Regions from separate parts of the Mus musculus genome. Here region 1 is linked to region 2. A link is a contact called in public promoter capture Hi-C data. All regions are on one chromosome and are shown on one strand. Each heading gives the region's core, a stretch centred on a gene start, on an enhancer-like site or on the middle of the called end of the contact. The rest is flanking DNA. Distances are from core to core; before and after follow the strand shown. Region 1 holds the start of Gdpd1 (glycerophosphodiester phosphodiesterase domain containing 1). Region 2 has its middle 26 kb from the start of Ypel2.

Region 1 (2,888 bases), core at 116-2,615, 54 kb before region 2:
AAAATAGTGTCCTGACAGGATTAGATATTTTAGTCCCAATGTTTGTGAAATAGAGTGTTTACCACCTTTCCAAAAGCTGCCACTTGACCCAGCAAGATGGCTTAGTGGGAAAAGGAGCTGCCACCTTAGGTCTCCTTAGGTTGTCCTCTGCCTTTACACGTGCACACACATACACTACACAGGAAATAAGTAAATGCATAAAAAATAAATAAACGAGATAGGATCGGGTGCAGCAACCCTTGCCTGCAGTTCCAGCTAATGAGCTGGATGAAACCAAAAGACTGCTTCACCCTTAGGAGTTTGAAGCCAGCCGGAGCTCAATACTGTGAGTCTGCCTGTTGTTGCAATTGTCCTGGGACTCAAACCCCTGGCCTTAAGGGAAGGCAGACGCAAGTGGATCTCTAGCCCTATTGTCATAGCGAGTTCCAGATCAGCCTCGGTACATAGTGAGACCCAGTCTCTAAGGGGGGGGGGGGCCGGGGGGGAGGAGACAGGAAGGGAGGGAGAGAGAACGGAGAGAGGAAGGGAGAGAGGAGAAAAGGGAAAGAAAAGAATCCCAATACTTAGAAGGCAGAGGCAAACTGGTCTCTGTGAATCAAGAGGCCAGCACACAGTCAACACAGTGAGACACCCTGTCTCAATAAACAAATCCAAACCTTGAATGTGCTTGGAAAGTGCTTTACAACTGAGCCACAGCCACAGCCTTTGTGGCTAATTACTTTGCATAAAATACGATCCACAGCTGGGCTTGCCTACCATCCCAACACTCTGGAGGCTGAGGTAGAAGAACCTGAAGTCGAAGACTCTATCCTCTGGTATATAGTGAATTCAAGCCCGGACTGGGCTAAGTAGATCCTATCTCACAAAACCAAGACCCTGCCCCCATAAAACGTGGTTCCTACTGTATTTCTAGTTTGTAAGGTAGGAGATGAAAAAGAAAAATGGAAAAGTTAGTTGCCAGTCTTTATAGGAAAGGACTTAGTGGTCAGTTTCTTTATTCATGTTTATTTTGTACTGGGGCTTGAATCCCGTACGATCTAACCAACTAGGCTACGAGTTCGAGGTATCAGTAACAATTCTTCGCTTTTCCCACAGAAAGGACTAGGACCTGGCCTGGAATCCTCCTTTGATGCACATTTCCCAGTTACGTCAGATTTTCCCCGAAGGCTATCCTGGCTTGAGAGCGTTTTCGGCTTAGGGACTGCCCAAACAAATCCAAACAAATAAAACCACTGGCAAGTTTCCAACCTCTTGCCTCGGGGTCTTCTTCGAAGCACCTGCGCGTGGGACCACAGCTGCCAGACGCCCAACGCTCCGCGCCGTAGCGCGCCTGCGTATCTGAGCCCCTTTGTTGCTCGGGCGCTGGGGTCGGGCTGCGCCTGCGTGCTGAGTCCGCACGAACAAGTGCGCTACGCCGAGGGCACCGGCTGAGGGCGAGCAGACCTCGAGCAGCTGCCGGCGCTGCGGCCGTTGCTACCATCACAGCACAGTCGGGGTCTCAGGCCCAGAAGGCGGTGACCGAGGATGTCGTCCACCGCGGCTTTTTGCCTTCTCTCTACTCTGGGGGGATATTTGGTCACCTCGTTCTTGTTGCTTAAATACCCAGCGTTGCTGCACCAGAGAAAGAAACAGCGATTCCTCAGTAGGCACATCTCTCACCGCGGAGGTGAGAGGGGTCCCCAGAACCCGATGGCGGGGATGGGGGAGGCTTCCTAGCAGGAGGTAGAGGATGGGGATTCTGGAGAGGCTGACGAAGAATGGGCTCCTGGAACTGGAGGGCTTCCTCAGATGAGTGGTCCGGAGGGGAGGGAAGGAAAGGGGTCTCGTGTCCCAGTCCTGGTGGGCGTCTCTGGGGAGCTAGGGTGACAGGGCTTCTGTGAGGAGGAGAAGCGCAGGATGAGAGACAGAAGTGGGGCGTTCCTCGGCCGATGGAGGGATGATCGGGAGGTCCCTTCTTGGCAGCCTGGCACAAAGCCGGTGCAGATCCAGGAGACACCCGCAGGGGGAAGTAGGAACGGACAGACTGCTTGGAATAGGCTGGTGGCTGAGTCCGTGGGGAAGAGCTTGGGCTCCGGCAGAGCTGAGGATCTGCGAGTACCTGGAGCGAGAGCTGAGGAGTCTGCGATGCCACGCTCCACGCGTTTGTAATTGAGCTCTGGAGAGAAATGTCTCCAAACCAGGGACATTTTCCAAGGTCACAGAGTGTGGACTGAAGTGGCACAAGCAACTTGGAGAGTTCTGGTTCTAAGGATTCCAAAACCTAGCACCTGGGTTGTTGTTTTACTTTGATTTTTGAACATTACCCCAGCAATGGTTGGTGGGCTTCTAAAAGACTAAAATATTTAGCTTATGATCAGTCAGTATTTTTTTAAAGATGTTTCTCTTGCAAAAGTATATTGCTTTTATACAATATCAAGTATATAAGGGTTGAAGCGAGTCCGCTCCGCCTTCTAATTTACTATAACAGGCCACATCTTTGCTTCTTCACTGCTGTTCAATAATGTGGCTTCAGGACATTTCAATTTTTTTTTTTTTATAAGTAATAGTTTTAATTTTTTTTTTAAAGATTTATTTATTTATTATATGTAAGTACACTGTAGCTGTCTTCAGACACTCCAGAAGAGGGAATCAGATCTCTTTACAGATGGTTGTGAGCCACCATGTGGTTGCTGGGATTTGAACTCTGGACCTTCGGAAGAGCAGTCGGGTGCTCTTACCCACTGAGCCATCTCACCAGCCCAGGACATTTCAATCTTAAGGTATAAATTATGAAAATTTTCGGTCACTTTAAACTTTTCTTTAGGGTGAATATAGCACCGGGTTAAAATTGCCTGAAATGTATCATACAATGGTAAACTCTATAGTTTAAAATTTGATGGAGTACCGTA
Region 2 (3,012 bases), core at 237-2,736:
ATGGGACCTCTCTTGAGTTTATGGCAACACAATTCTGCAGTTAACATTTCAAATAGCCCACTTATTCTAATACTTGCAATTAGGAAAAAACAATAGTGAAGAGCTAGGCATGCTGGCACATACCTGAGAGCCCAGTGCCTGGGAGGCTGGGGCAGGAAGATGGGTGTGAGTTTAAGGTCAGCCTGGTTTAGAGAGTGAATTCTGGGCCAGTTATAGCTATATAGCAAGATCCTGAGTCAAAAACAGAAAAAAAAAAAAGAAAAGAAAAAGAAAAAGTTGAAGTATTTAATGAATAACTAAGAACACTCTTGTCATGGCTTTGTTTGGTTTGGGTATTTTCTCGTTACAGAATTAGCAATCTTTGAAAGTGCTTCAAAACAGGTTGGAGAGATGATGGCTGGGTGGCTGAAGAGGGTGTGATTGCTGCTCCTGCTGGGTTTGATTCGCAGCACTGATACAGAGTAGCTCACAACTGTCTGCAACTCCAACTCTAGGAGATCTGACGCCCTCTTCTGGGCTCCAAGGGTAACTGCACTCACAAGTGCACTACACATAATTGAAAAGAAATCTTTTAGAAAGATCCTTCAAGGAGGAATGGGTTTTAATCTACAGGAAGGAGTTGTGGAGATTAGAGATTAAGCAAAGCTGTAAATCCGATCCCACTTCGATTGGCCCAGATCTGCCTGACAGAAAGAAGTTCTGCCTACCCAGGAAGCCAGTGGTAACCCACCACTGAGTAACAACCATACTCCTTCCACACGGTCAGAGAAGAGGCTCAGACGCCAATGGGTTTTATGTTTTTTTGTTTGTTTGTTTGTTTTGAGACAAGGTCCTACCATGCCTCCTGGACTGGCCTCACATTCATGATCCTCCTGCCTCAGCCTCCCCAGTGCTAGGATTAGGAGCATGTGCTACCATGGCAGGTGGCCACAAGGCTCTAATCCTTAGATGAAGCAGAACTACCAAATGTGGCTACTTCAGCCTTCTGAGAGTAGAGACCAAGAACAAACTTGAAGAAAATATGAGGACCACTGGGATGGCTCAGTGGGGCTGCACAAGCCTGACAGCCCATGTTTGATCCCCAGAACCCACATAAAGGTGGAAGGAGAGAAATGACTTCACAAAGTTGTCCTCACACGTGCTGTGGCATGTGCACCCCCCACCCCCCACCCCACACAGGTCAGACACACACATCCACACAAATGATAATTTAATAAGAGTATAACCAATTTTCTCCTAAAGTGTGTGCAGAGAGCTCATTATCATTTAATTTATTCACCAAAGAGTTCCCTGCTTATAACGCATCATTCTCTAGGGACAGCAGTGGGAAATGCGGGCTCAGGCCCTACTCTAAATGACCTTGATGAAGGTTTTAAGCCAACCGTGTGCAGTTTGTGTAAACTAAGAGAGTGTGCTGTTGAGCCCAGCTGTAAGTGCCTCCTCTTTCGCTGAGTGCACTTGGAGACAACAGTGTAAAAGCAGAAGACACAACTGCTGACCCTGGCTGATTCTGTTCCTGCGGGCAAAGTGATCATTTCCTCTCTCGCCTCTCAAGAATGAGTGCCCAGCGCTGCAGGTAACAGCCACCCCTACACAGCAATCGCCCCGTCTGCTTCTGCTTTCCCATTGGCAGGCTAGGCCCTTATATTTTGGAAATAGGAGTTTGTTCTTTTGCTATTTGTTCCTTTATTTTTAAAGACAGGGTTTATCTTTGTGTAGCCCTGGCTGTCCTGGAACTCTTTCTTGAACACAGAAATCCACCTGCTTCGGCCTCTCAAGTGCTGGGATTAAAGGTGTGCACCACTACCCAGTTTAGCTATTTCTCTTCTCTTCTCTTATCTCATTTATTTATAGATAGACCTCTTGTAGCCTCGGGCCTTAGGCAGGGCAGGCAAGTTCTCTATCACTGAGTTATATCTACAACCCTTGATACTTCTACTTTTCAAAAGAAGACATATTATTTGTGTGTGTGTGTGTGTGTGTGTGTGTGTGTGTGTGTGTGTGCTTGAGGAGCCCAGAAGGCGGCACCAAATCCTAGGATCTGGATTTGCAGGTGGCTGAGAACAACCAGTATGTGTGCTGGGAACTGAACCTCTGGGCCTCTGGAAAAGTAGAAAGTGGTCTTAACCACTGAGCCATCTCTCCAGCCCCGAGACCAGGTCCTGATAGACAGGGTCTTAATATCTAGTCACTTGACTTTGTGCTTAGGCGCTTCCTGCCTCTCACAGTTGTGAGCCACCACGGCCAGTGTAGAGTGCTTTTTGTTTATTTTTATTGCAAAGAACATCATGTCTCAAGTCATGTGGTGGTGTCACATGTCTTTAGTCCCAACACTCAGGTGGCAGGGACAGGCGGATCTCTGAGTTGGAGGCCTGGTCTACAAAGCAAGTTCTAAGACAACCAGGGCTGTTACATAGAGAAACCCTGTCTCAAAAAATAAAAACCAACCAACCAAACAAACAAACAAAGTGTTTCACTGGAACTGCCTCTGTAGATCAGGCTGGCTTTGAACTCTCAGAAAGCCACCTGATTTTTGCCTCCTGAGAGCTGAACTAAAGGCATGAACCACCATTAAAAATTAATGCTGGCTTTGCTAGGTGTTATATAGGAAGCTGAATCAAACATAGCAGAGAATTCTCTAAGTAAAACATCTGTGTTGTACATACTCAGTTTTAATCTTGAACTCTTTGTTAACGAGGGCATTCTTCTAAGCATTCACAGGTGATTTGTCCTTGCATGGAAGACTAGGAGAGTGGGGGAGCCCCCCACTTCTGTTTCTTGTTAGAGCCATTTCTGAGCCTCTCTAAGCATTGCAGGTAGCTTTGAGCTTTCTGCAGCGAAGGCTTTAGCTCTCCTGACCTAGACTCTTAACCTCTTTCACACTTCCTCATTCTCTGCTTCGAACCTGGCTTTGTTATAGAAGTGAAGCAATTCTCCAGGTGGATTTGTGAATCATGCAGAACTATCAGATTTGAGCCAAAGAAGTTATTATTGTAAAATGATCTTCATCTA

The links. Promoter capture Hi-C pulls out the DNA fragments that hold promoters and counts their contacts.
Region 1: a promoter capture Hi-C map of macrophages shows a contact between it and region 2, with 10 read pairs. The contact joins the promoter of Gdpd1 here to the enhancer-like site in region 2. A contact is called at or near these places in 7 of 39 promoter capture datasets (the 3T3-L1 cell line, 3T3-L1-derived adipocytes, the HPC-7 cell line and 5 more), 1 of 15 datasets of contacts at CTCF or cohesin (pro-B cells), 28 of 484 Hi-C or Micro-C datasets (8-cell embryo, the AML12 cell line, B cells and 19 more), 11 of 115 datasets of contacts at active chromatin or transcription factors (the SCID.adh cell line, bone marrow-derived dendritic cells, bone marrow-derived macrophages and 4 more) and 4 of 9 other capture datasets (adipose tissue, liver, macrophages and 1 more).

The regions. Positions count from the first base shown.
Region 1 is chr11:87,072,614-87,075,501 of GRCm38.p6, reverse strand. It overlaps Gdpd1 (glycerophosphodiester phosphodiesterase domain containing 1), which reads left to right and starts at 1,365. Exons shown (of 10, transcript NM_025638.2): 1 at 1,365-1,666. The coding sequence starts at 1,525.
Region 2 is chr11:87,018,150-87,021,161 of GRCm38.p6, reverse strand. No RefSeq gene overlaps it. Among named protein-coding and RNA genes, the nearest start is that of Ypel2, 26 kb to the right of the region's middle. Within about 2 kb of position 1,486, at least 14 of the 459 cell types and tissues checked have an H3K27ac peak or open chromatin away from gene starts, as enhancers often do. A contact at or near this core is called in 8-cell embryo, bone marrow-derived macrophages, macrophages and 2 more, where this site is marked.